Regions from separate parts of the Mus musculus genome. Here all the other regions are linked to region 2. Evidence: chromatin contacts called from public HiChIP or PLAC-seq and Micro-C data. All regions are on one chromosome and are shown on one strand. The core of a region is the stretch at or near the end of the contact, and the rest is flanking DNA. Distances in the headings are between cores, read along the strand shown.

What was found. A called contact is a pair of places that touch in the nucleus more often than the background predicts. HiChIP or PLAC-seq counts read pairs in DNA pulled down with a chosen protein or histone mark.
Region 1: a contact with region 2 is called in a FOXA1 HiChIP or PLAC-seq map of pancreatic cancer cells. The contact joins two enhancer-like sites. A contact is called at or near these places in 1 of 15 datasets of contacts at CTCF or cohesin (pro-B cells) and 1 of 115 datasets of contacts at active chromatin or transcription factors (pancreatic cancer cells).
Region 3: a contact with region 2 is called in a Micro-C map of the HL-1 cell line, with 1.9 times the contacts expected there. The contact joins two enhancer-like sites. A contact is called at or near these places in 1 of 15 datasets of contacts at CTCF or cohesin (large pre-B cells) and 2 of 484 Hi-C or Micro-C datasets (B cells and the HL-1 cell line).
Region 4: a contact with region 2 is called in a FOXA1 HiChIP or PLAC-seq map of pancreatic cancer cells. The contact joins two enhancer-like sites.

Annotation. Positions count from the first base shown.
Region 1 is chr1:183,657,281-183,660,136 of GRCm38.p6, forward strand. The region is part of intron 2 of Gm39724 (a long non-coding RNA gene); the gene reads left to right. Among named protein-coding and RNA genes, the nearest start is that of Gm39724, 27 kb to the left of the region's middle. Within about 2 kb of position 1,526, at least 8 of the 459 cell types and tissues checked have an H3K27ac peak or open chromatin away from gene starts, as enhancers often do. A contact at or near this core is called in pancreatic cancer cells, where this site is marked.
Region 2 is chr1:184,259,640-184,262,613 of GRCm38.p6, forward strand. No RefSeq gene overlaps it. Among named protein-coding and RNA genes, the nearest start is that of Gm34177, 68 kb to the right of the region's middle. Within about 2 kb of position 1,277, at least 82 of the 459 cell types and tissues checked have an H3K27ac peak or open chromatin away from gene starts, as enhancers often do. A contact at or near this core is called in the HL-1 cell line and pancreatic cancer cells, where this site is marked.
Region 3 is chr1:183,572,232-183,575,133 of GRCm38.p6, forward strand. No RefSeq gene overlaps it. Among named protein-coding and RNA genes, the nearest start is that of Gm33973, 20 kb to the left of the region's middle. Within about 2 kb of position 1,595, at least 73 of the 459 cell types and tissues checked have an H3K27ac peak or open chromatin away from gene starts, as enhancers often do. A contact at or near this core is called in the HL-1 cell line, where this site is marked.
Region 4 is chr1:184,910,231-184,913,413 of GRCm38.p6, forward strand. It overlaps Mark1 (MAP/microtubule affinity regulating kinase 1), which reads right to left. Exons shown (of 18, transcript NM_145515.2): 12 at 2,252-2,405; 13 at 1,766-1,959. Among named protein-coding and RNA genes, the nearest start is that of C130074G19Rik, 29 kb to the left of the region's middle. Within about 2 kb of position 1,806, at least 37 of the 459 cell types and tissues checked have an H3K27ac peak or open chromatin away from gene starts, as enhancers often do. A contact at or near this core is called in pancreatic cancer cells, where this site is marked.

The DNA of each region.
Region 1 (2,856 bases), core at 276-2,775, 600 kb before region 2:
TCTTGCGCATCAGCATTTAGGATCACAAGTGTTACAGATTTGCTGTAGGCCTTAGGCTCTTGGCACCCTTAGCCTTTGGCAGTGACCTATGATAGAACTCTGAGCCTGAGGTATGAGAGCCATGGCACTCTGGGAATCCGGAGATCATGCCATGCAGTTTCTCTTTTCTGGCTTTCTATTCCTCTTTACTCTCGGCTCTCTTGTCAGCAGTCCAGTTCTGCCAACCTTTATCCTACCCTGCCTTACTTCAATGGCTCAACTGCCTCTTCTTTAGCCGTCGGTCAGCTAAGCTGGCCTTGCTGTGTTTGCAGCTAGGGCACATTGTGACTTCATGTCTATTTCTGATGTCTACTTCCTGCCGTGATTGCTCCTGGGCTGTTTGGCCGACCACTTGGCTCCTTCCATAACCCAGTTAGACTGGAGTAACTTGGGAGTAACAAACTCTACCAGGACTGACTGGGGCACCTGATCAGGCAGGCCCCTTGGGAGCTGGGAACCTGCTGTGTCTTCAGCTGAGATGCAGCTGGCTGCCATGTTGCTTTCACGGCTGCCATGCCAGCTCCCTGGCTTTCTGGGTCACTTCTCTTCTGATGTTGCCACCATACTCAGCCATCTTTCTTCTTGTTACCAGCTCAGCCCACGCTACTGGAAGTAAGCAAGAGAAAAGCATCCTAGAGATTCATTAGGCTAAAGCTTTAACACCAAGGCAGGCAGCAGCAGTGAGTGTCTCCTAGCGAAATAACCAACCGGGCATTAGCAATCTGCTTATATAGCCCAGGAAAGAGTTTTGAACTGATTACAGCCACTCTGGACCAGTCACAGCTGGTTTTTACCTATCACAGATGTTTGTTTGAGTTGATCACAGCCTGGCTTCTGAACATCAGTGACAGTCACTGAGGTTTGCGTTTTAGATCCATCCCAGCCTTCTTTCTTAGCCCTGTCATAGCAGTTCATCAGCTAGACTGTCGGAGGAGGCGTTCCCCTCTCTGCTCAGGGTAGGCTAGAGTTCATAGGTGGTCATGATATCAAAGGCCAGGAATAAACTATTTCAAATAGTCCCTGCTGAGGCTGTGCCTTCGAGAATCACACAGTAGGCTAGGCTCATGTGTTCTCGACTTAATGTGGAGAGTGTTCAAGATGGCGCGGGCTGGCAGAAAGGTAGTCTGGCCAGCTGAGGAATGATAATCCTGTTGTTCAAGGCAGTCAAGGTCTGCAAAGAAGAGGCCAACAGATGCCTTCCCCACACTTTGCTACTCATAGGAAAATGAACATGCCGTTGGCCCAAGTAGTGTCTTTGATCAATTTTAGCTGGACTTTCTGGGTGGTGTCCAATCATCCCATGTTCTGTCTCAGAGAGGTAGATGCTTACTGCGCGTTCCTGGTATAGAGTCAGGGTTGACCTGGCCAGTTATTGACCGAAACTTCCACTCCAGTGAATTGTCTAGTGAGTCACTTCCTCTCTGCATTGTTAATTGTCTATGACAAGAGCTAGAATGTGTAAAAGGGACCTGTGTCCTACAGTGACATCAGTGCTAACCATATCCGTGTCACCTGAACACTACTAGGAATGCTAGTTACCCAGGCAGAGCCTGGGTCTACAGATCAGAAACAAGAGTGTCCCTGACACCTAGTGTTTGAAGGGTTTATTGTTCTACTATCAACAGGAAATAGATCCATTGAAGGCTGGCCTCAGGGAAATGTATTTCTGTCATGGATATCTATAGGAGGCTAGGAAGGGTCAGGGGTACAGAGAGCTCCTCAGGGCCTTGGCGATAGTGGATGAGCCGTCCTTGCACTGAGCTGTGTCTCTCTGAAGTTCAGACTTGCTTATTTGATCTGACCTTGGAACTTTGACCGTTGGGAGCAGCATCTGGATTTTCTTTGCAGACAAATACGTTTACTTTTCTGTAAGTTAATTTGTTTGAAGTGAGGAGAGGGCACGACAGAAGCTTCTGTAGAACCTAGAGTGCCACGTGAGAGGGATGGACCACTGCCATGTGAGAGTGACAGGCCACTGAGGGCCACAAGTGTGACCCTGAGTGGGCTTAAGACAGGCTCCCTCCTGGGAATCCTTGCCCTTCTCACTGAGTGGCCAGGCTGCTGCAGGAGGTAAGCTCAGATCAGAGCAGGCTTTCTCAGAAGGTGGTGGCATTGTCCCCAAATAGCTGGGGATTCCTCAGTGCCCCGTGCCTGACTCAGGGTCAGACATGAACTCATCACATTGTATTTGTCTGTTCATCTTACACCTCAACTAGATTGATTTCCTTCTGCTAGGGACTGTGCTTGCTCTGCCTCTATCTATCTATCTATCTATCTATCTATCTATCTATCTATCTATCTATCTATCCATAATCTATCATTTATCTATCCATCTATGTATTTATGTATCCATCCTCTATCTATCTATCTATCTATCTATCTATCTATCTATCTATCCATAATCTATCATCTATCCATCTATGTATTTATGTATCTATGTATCCATCCTCTATCTATCCATAATCTATCTATCTATCTATCTATCTATCTATCTATCTATCTATCTATCTATCTATCTATAAATAATCTACCCATAATCTATCATCTATCTATCCATCTATGTATTTATGTATCTATGTATCCATCCTCTATCCATCTATTATCTATCTATCTATCTATCTATCTATCTATCTATCTATAAATAATCTACCCATAATCTATCATCTATCTATCCATCTATGTATTTATGTATCTATGTATCCATCCTCTATCCATCTATTATCTATCTATCTATCTATCTATCTATCTATCTGTCATCTATCTACCTATCTCTCTCTATATCTCTCTATCTCTTTCTTTCTATCTCTCTCTCTATCC
Region 2 (2,974 bases), core at 27-2,526:
TTTCCTGCCTTGTGTCAAGTGGGTTGCATATGTTGTCATTACCTGCAACAAAGCCACAAAGTGTAATCTCTCTTCATTTCGCTCGGGATGAACGGAGCCCACGGGGACAAGGTAGGGTTTGGGTTTTGAGTTCCTCTACTATGCATGTTTTTCCTTTTCTACTTTTTTAACTTCTAAAAGACACACAGCCACCTCTATTTGTAAGAACACCGTTGAGTGACGTCACACACTTAGAAGGTCTCATGTGTCACTATCCTGCACCTTTACAACCTTTGTCTCTCATAAATCCAAACCCCGACACCACTAAACAGGAACCACCCTTTCTGTTCTCCTCCTAGGCCCCCAGGAGGCACGCACAGCGTATTACAAATTTCCCTTGCTCTCAGAAGCTGAATAACGCTTGGCTTTCTTTATCTGCCCATCTATCAGTTTGTACTTGAGTCGAGTCTGTGGTGTTTTTAGCTATGCGAAACACTGATGTAGAAATGTTCCCCTGAGAGCCTGTTTCCGGTCCTTTTTAGAATGGACTCAGATGCTCCACTGTTCGAACCCTAGAGCCTCCTCACTGGCCCTTTGCTTTGCTGCTGTCAAGATCTTTTCTTTGCTGCCCAGGTTTCCTTTCTTGTCCTACTTTAGTTCCCTGCAGGATAAAATTCTGTTTGCCCCATAAGTCTCTCTGGTTGGCTCTTAGTTCAGTCCCTTGCACACAGTAGGCACTCAATAACTAATGACTAACTAGATAAATGCTCACTGTATCCCTGGTGCAAAGTCTTATGGTGGTAGGAGACACACATGACCTCGAGTCTGAAGATGGTGGAGAGTTTAGAAGAAGCTTGCTAAACAAAGGAAGCCCTCCTGTCTTCTAGAATAGGAAGTATACAGGGCTCTATACTTCCTGGGGCTTCTTCCAAGACCCCATGGCACCTGGATCAAGAGTCAAGACTGAGCATGCTGGAGAGTTGTCCAAGCTAGGTCAACTCCAATTTGGCAGAAATAGGCCTACAGCTTTTTCTCTGGGGTTCTTTCTCCCAACATCACACATGGATGCTAATTAGTCAGGCACGCCTTGATGCAGAACACTTGTGACCCAGGGAATTGGAGGGAGAAGCTGAAAGGGCAGCTGTGAAACAGCAGGGGCAAGGGAAGGGGAAGGGGAAGAGACTAGAAGCTGCTCTCCAGAAATAAATGCAAGTGAAATCAGGTCCAGTGAGAAGCAACTGGAGAAACAAGCCTGGTAGTCTCACAGCTGGGTGCCTTTGCTTAAAATACCCAGCCCTCACTTTAGGAAAGTCCCTTCCACACAGGAACATGCTGTGCTGAGAGATCTCAGAGGCTGAACCCCCTAGTGAAATGCTGACTTCAACTTTCGTTTTCACCCTGACAGGCACAGAAGTAACTTCTAAGCAAGGGCCTTGATTGTCATAAATTCACACCAGGTTGTGGTGCTGGCTTCTGTCTCACAGATGGGGAAACTGAGGCCCGGCTTAATGTAGCAATCTGCTTTCCTAGCATTCTCGGTATTTCCATCCAGATCAGGGCTCTGGATTTGGACTGTGTTCCCTGGGAAATGACCAGCGTGGTCTCCATGGTGCTGCAAACACACCCATTGAGTGGCTGCCTGGTGGCTTAGCGTGGCAGATGCGTGCTCTTCTCCCAGATCTGCCCTGGCATCCCTGGTATTTCCTGTAGATACCATCAAGAGGACATGCCATAGGCTTTGGTTTCAAAGACCAATGAAATAGGACGTGACCCATCGCCATGACTCACTTTTAGGGACTTTCTCCTGAGGAGAGCCACACAAATAGCCTGGTGACAGACTCTACTCATGTTGGTAGAGCACACACCCTGCTTCCCAATGGCTGGAAGGCAGCTGCACTAATGAACACACATTCATTAACAGAACGCAGCACTGTAAAGGCCCGTGAGGATTAAAGTGCTCTGGTGCCAGCTGTCATTCACTTACTGCTTCGTGAGGGATGCATCAGAATGCTATCCATGTAAGAGGAATTGCACACAGATCCTATTCCAGTCTGCCTATAGTCTAGCGAATGCCATTATCCGATTGGAAGTAACAGTTTGCTCAAAGTGAAGCAACACAGTTGCAAAGTCACAACAGAAGACACATTCCTACTTGGTCCAGCTGGCATCTACCTGCTCACAGGCCCCAGGGACCAGGCTTCTTTCTCATCCAAATCCCTGCCTTTCAATCACACAGGCCCCATCTACTGTCTGTCTCACCTCCCTGCCCCGTGTCAAGACCTCTTCCCAAGTCATCATCAGACCCACGGGCCTCACACGTCCCTCTCGGCTCCTGCTCACGCATGCTGTGTTAGTGACAGGGTATCATCAGTCTGACCGAGAAGCTGACTCTGAGTGTCCAGGTCTGTGAGAATGCCTGATTTCCCTTCCCTGTGAGGTACAGTCCTACAGATTTCAATAAGATGTATCATGGCCACACCTGGGGTCCAGCATGGTGGCAGCACCTCTTTGGTATTGTCCTTCATGGCCACATCTCTCCTGTACCTGCAGTTCACGACTGTCACTGTTCTCATAGCACGTTACAGCTTGAGACTGGCTCCTTTTACCCCCAGCATTTATGTGCAGTGCAGGCTGCCTTCTTTCTACTGAAGGACATTTGAGTTGTATACAGCTACCTCGAACATATTGGTTATGCAAACATACCTTTTCATGCTCGCAGGCCTGAGATACCTAGAGAGTGTGTTTAATTTTATAAAGCCATCACCACAGTTTACAAGTCCAGCAATGATGGATGTGGGTTCCTCCTACATCTCACCCCCTTCCCAACACTGCATTTCAGTTTTGAGGTGGGGTGGTGCTGATGACAGAATCTAAAACTCACGCATGCTAAGCATGTATCATTGAGTGATCTTCAAGCCCTAACTGCATTTATGTGTGTTAGACATTTTTTAAAAAATCTGCTTATTTATTTACATCCCAAATGCTGACCCTTCCT
Region 3 (2,902 bases), core at 345-2,844, 690 kb before region 2:
CATTCTAAACCTCTGCAAATTCTGAGAACCACCCCCTTCTTTAAAAAAGGTAGGTGTGTGTGTGTGTGAGTGTGTGTGTATGTGTGTGAGCATACAAGTGAAGGGTTGCCTGAGGAAGCCAGAATAGGATGTAGGATTCCAGAAGTTGTAGTTACAAGTGATTGTGAACAATGCAAAGTTGATGCTGAGGTCTGAACACTGCTTCTCCATGAGAGCAGCGAGTGCTTCTAACCGCTGGGCCATCTCTCCAGCCCCATGTAGTCTTTCTTTGCTAGATTTTGGAGTTCATATTACTTTCACTGCACAGGCAGCCTATGAAGGGTTTTAAATGATTGAAGTATAACTCAAAACCAGTAGTTCTTAACCTATGGGTCATGACCCCTCTTTGGGGGTTGCATATCAGATATCCTGCATATCAGATATTTACATTATGATTTACAACAGTAGCAAAATTATAGTTATGAAGTAGCAACAAAACAATTTTATGGTTGGGGGGTCACCACAATATGAGAAACTGTATTAAAGGGTGGCAGCATTTGGATGGTTAAGAACCACTGCTCAAAACCATCTCTCTGGCTTTGCAAAGCTGCAGCTTCTCTACCCAAGTTTCTCCCATGTAATATCACTGGCTTTTCAACTGGCCCTCAGATCCTGCCTGGTCCATATGCAGGCAGCTCTCAGCCTCAACCATTGGCTCTGAGGCATCATATTTCTCCTCTGTTGCTCTTTGGCCCACTGGGCTTACAGGTCACCGAGACTAACTGAATGACAGCCTTGTTCAGATTTGTGGATATAAGCCATCTAGCCAATTGGAATCATTTGGAGCTGAGAAATAATGTTTTTTCCTTCACAGACTTTTCTTTCCTAATAGTTGCAAGTCACTCTTGACTGACATTAGCATCTTGACTCCACTGGTACATTAAAACGGTAACCTCGGCACCTCCTTAAGCTATAGTAAGAGAAGCAGACATTGCTGTTATTGGATCAAATTTATTTTGTGGAGATGAATTTAGAATGTAGAGGGATTAGAAGGTGTGAGGGAGGATACTGCTTCAGCTCTCTCTTCTGAACTCCCTTTAAGCCAAAAGGAAGCCTCTCTGAGAAGCCCCTCATTGCCCTCATGACTGGGAGCATCTTTCCCCTGAGGAGAGGCTGAGGTGACCATGCCCTCCTTATCTGCTGGGAGCATCTTTCTCCTGAGGAGAGGCCGAGGTGACCATGCCCTCCTTATCTGCAGTCTTTTCTGCTCTCAATGTTTCACTTGCTTTCTCTGTCAAAAGGCTCACAGCGACCCATCCCTACCCCTCCCTATGAAGAGAAGAAAAGTGTGAGGTTCTACTCTTCTTTAACATCTTAGAAGAAGCCATATCAGCAGAATAAATCCACATCTGCCTCTCTCTGTTACAGGGCTTTGTAGCCACAATGGTTCCCATGTATGACCAAGCTGGCTACCCCTGCGTGTGGGAAGGCAGTGGAGAAATTTCTGGTCAAAAAGTACTCCTGAGAGAGTGAGCAGATTGACTGCAAGGGGAGGTGAGTCAGAGCTGATTGCCACGATATGAGCCATCCCTCAGGTCATATTCCTTCAGTCATAAATGGAGGCTGGAACACACTGGTTGGGGTTACCTAATGGTAGTCTATTTTGGTTGCTGAATGAGCAACGCCTAGGCAGATTGTGACTCACTTTGGGATTCATCCAGATGTGATGCTTTAGGGTACATGGTAGGACTAGCTGTGATGGAAATTCTAACTGTGGATGCCTCACTGAAATGTTAATTTGGTCAGCCCTCTATGCTACAGGCTACAGCGGGTCTCTTGTAGATGCCTCTGAGGAGCATCTGTGGTTCTTTGTGTCAATGTGCGCAGAGGATTAACTCGGACATAATGGGACCTTTGTTTTCACCAATGCTCGTAAAGAACAACTGCCTTGAGCAAATGAAAATGTATGTGGCGATTTTGTGCGTTTCTAGTAATGACTGTGGCTGGACAGAGGGTTCTTAGAGGTGGCCATGATGTCCCTGCAGGTCAGGGATGACTTTTGGATGATTAATGAAAATCTCTGTAACCAGGATGCTGGCTCTGGGGAGATAAAGGAGAGAGTGATGGTGCAGGCTCTGGGGAGTTCAAAGTGCTTGAAAAGGTGTGGCTCTCTCCAGGGCCAGGTGCCAGGGAACCTGACTGGTTCCAAGGAGCTACAGTCATTTCAGGGAAGCATGAGCAAGGCCAGCTGCTCTGAAGTGGGCAGAAGACAGTCAGAATATGAATGCTCCCTCCTCATGGGTCCTCCTGGAGCCTCTGGCCATTCTGACTGGGACAGGGGACACTGCCCTCTCAATACCTTGTCTCGTCACTGTATGGTCCCTTTCCTCCAGTTTCACCCCGTCTTTGCCCTGTTCTTGACACAGGGTCCTTAGGATACTACCTGCTTGGCCATTAGCTCTTTTCAGTCTCTGAGAAATTAAATCCCTTTGCAGATCGCTAGGCAAGATTCCACACTCCAGCAACGCCCCTCCTCCCTTACCCTCATCACTGGGTAAGTAAAGCCCTTAGGTGATTTCTATGCTTGGTCTGACCTAACACTTGGTACTACAGCAACCGTGGTTGCTCTTTGAATTTCCCCTTGCCATCTCTGTAACACACTCGAGAGTTTGCATGAGGAATCTGAGTTTTGGGAGATTTATTTTGCAAAGACCAACTCCCTATGTCAGGGTCAAAGGAATCCTGACTCTCAGGGCTTGGAGCCTGGGTCTCTATCTACTGACAGGCAGTAGCTTTGCTTGGGATCCAGTGAAGAGTCAAAGTCCTCAGACAGCCTGTGCCTTGGTTATAGTGAGCGCGGGGGAGGAGCCTGGGATAGGCTGACTTGTGTTCTGCCTTGGCAGCTCTCTAGAAGTGTCTTCAC
Region 4 (3,183 bases), core at 556-3,055, 650 kb after region 2:
AGGATTAGGACACAGTAGCACATAGGACAGACAGGAGAGGACAGAGCTGAGTTGGCCATGCCAAGAAGGTTCGATCAGAGGGGACTGGCAGGCTACACAGGGACAGTCTGTTTTTACTGCTATGTGGGGTGCTGGCCTTCCTAACAGTCCTCCAGCTGACAAGGAAGTAAGTACTGAAAAAAATAAGTATTTTTATCATTTCCAAGTAGATGAGGTAGAAGAGGGCAAACAGTCATGCCACCATTATCTATTTTCATTTTCTGTGTATGCACACTTTGCCTGCATGCACGTAGGTATATCACATGGAGGCCAGAGGTGGCTGTTGGAGCCCCTGAGCTGGAGTTCTGGCTGTGCGCCACCATATGGAACCAAACCAGGTCTTCTGTAAGAGTGCGTGCTCTTGATCACTGAGCCATCCCTGCAGACTTGATATACTTCCCACGTGGAAAGTGGCATGCACATCTACTTTTTAGACTAGGAAGTGCTAAGCTGATTATATATTTGAAAAAAGTATTGTCTCAATTACCACACAGAATACTGGCACCAGAAACCATACCGTTTGAGAGGAAGGTGTGTTGGTGGGTGATGGGTGTGCATGTGTGTGTGTGTGTACATGTGTAGAGATCAGAGGACAATTTTCTCACTCTGGGGTCCCAGATGAAACTCAAGTTTGTCAGGCATGGCGGCAAGCATCCTTATCCACTGAGCCATCTTCCTGGCCCTTGCTAAGTTACTGGATTACTTTTAGCTTCTATATTTTACAGCAACATGTTATCTTCTCTTCTTGTGAGGATACCCTAAGTAGTGCAGTGTTTTAAATAGTCAATGCGTAGCCAAACAGCTGACACATTTTATGCCTAAGAATATAGTTAGCATGTTTAGATATAAAATTCTAGGCCTAAAGTGTTTTTCTCCTTCTCCAACAGTTTCGAAATGCGACTGCATCTTCTAATATGCAAACTGTTGATGAAATATCGGAAAGTAACTTAACTCTGCTCCTTCATGGCCGTCAGCTCTCCTACCGACAAGGCTAACCACTCCTCACCTTGCTTTCTGTCCTCACTCACCTCCAGATTTCACCCACCCTGTCCTCACTCACCTCCAGATTTCACCCACCCTGTCCTCACTCACCTCCAGATTTCACCCACCCTGTTCTCACTCACCCCCTGCCCCCCACACACACTTTTTAATCTTTCTTCTTCCTGCTATCTTACAGGACACTACTGTGGCCTCTCTTCTGGTGCCTGATTTAATTTCTAGAGTGTGGCATTTTAGGAGACCTCACAGGAGGAAAGCTGGCAAATTTTTAATGAGTCTGCCCTTAGACAGCAGTTTACCTGTAAATGTAAGATTAAATTCACCAATTTATATCAAATAAATATCACAAAAGCAGGACAAAAGGAGCAGGGATATAGTGTAGCACTCTGAAGAGAGGCTATGCTTTGCTGAGGAACGGGAGCTGGGAGCAGGCCTCTCGCCTAGACTCCAGCGCTGAGAGGCTGAGGTAGGACTGCTGTTGCTGTGAGTTCCAGGACAGCCTGGGCTATCCAGTGAAACTGCCTTCCAAACAAGGACAATGACAACAACACAGAATTCTCTGCAATGTTTCTTCTATTACATTCACAAGATGTCTGCCTGCCCCCCTTCTCATGGTTTTTAAATTATGATTCACTTTGAACCATTTAAAAAGACAAAAGACAAGATTTTATAAAAAAAACTTCTGACACATGAGTGTAAGTGTTGACACAGGAGAGCTCTGACTCACACTTGGGCTCGCTGTGGACTTTTTCCTGTCTGGCCCCACCAAGGGGCTGGCTGTGACTTCGCTCTTTGATCCCACTGTGGTGCTGCCAAGTCTGCGGGCTGTGTCTTTGCCCCACTCCTCCTTCTGTTCACTCTCCACGCTGTTGGCCTGAGGCCTCTTGGTGTATGAGACGGCAGGGGGGATGGAGGGGCCGGCTGCAATGTGTACAAACAGCAAGGTTAGCTGGGAAAGAACTCATATACTTCCTGCCAATAGAACCCTCCTATGCTAACAACATCCACACTGTGTGCTTTACACTCGCCACTAAGATTAAATCGATTATAGGAGAAATTAAGTTGGTTCAGGTCCCACAGAAGAGACCCTATGATCGGTCAGTCACCCAGCGATGCCCGTCTGAGAAGGCCCCGGGAGAGAGGACATGAGAGCATGCTGGGCAGCGCACACTAGGCAGGGCCAGAATGCCCCCTTCTTAGACTTGCTCCCCACCGTGGTCGCTGAAGCGCCTCTGCTTCTGGTTGGCCGAGATGCTCCGCTGGACCTTCAGGTGAGCAGGCGACTGAAGGGTGCTGTTGTTCAGGTCGCTGCTCGGCCGCGACCGCTGGCACAAGCTCCCACTGGACAGTGACTCACCACCTTCGAACTGTGAGAAGAGAGGTCACAAAACGATTCCATGTTGTATGAGGAACAATCAAAACTAAAAAGAGACTTCAAACATGGCAACTGCACAGCAGACATGTTCCACACACCAGGTTACTTGTCTAACCATTGCCTCAAACACGGGATGCATTAACATGCGTCTCCAGGTGGAAAAACCAAGGTCAAGGACACCATGGGTATTCAGGCAGGATGAAATCTAAAGCCTTACACACACACACACACACACACACACACACACACACACACACACGTGTGTGTGTGTGTGTGTATACATGTACAGGTATGTATGTGCACACAGGGGCTATTAAGCATATTTTACAATTGCAACTAAAATTACACTGTTTTGTTTGCTTTTCCGCACTTACAAAACACACTTTATTCTGTTGGCTCTGATTAGAAAATGACTTCCTTCAGCCCTGACCATGGTAAGCTTACAGACACAAGCTCTCTGCAGTCTGCAGCCGTGTGCTGCTGTGAAGCTCTGAGTGAACCCTGGCACTGCGGTGGGATTCGGGACTGGCACTGTTCACTACAGCAGCAGCGTGCGCAGTGACCCATTAGCAGCTATTGTAAGGCAGGGTCAAGGTTTAACATATTAAACCTTTTCAATGAATGACCCCAAGAGCTGAGTGTTACTATCCACATTTTACAGACAGGAAAACTGAGGCTCAGAGGATGAAGTGCACAGTTAATGGCTCTGGTAGGGGCTGTGAACCTGACCTTTCCAGTCATAGTAGCTTCAACAGTTTACTTCCAATGTA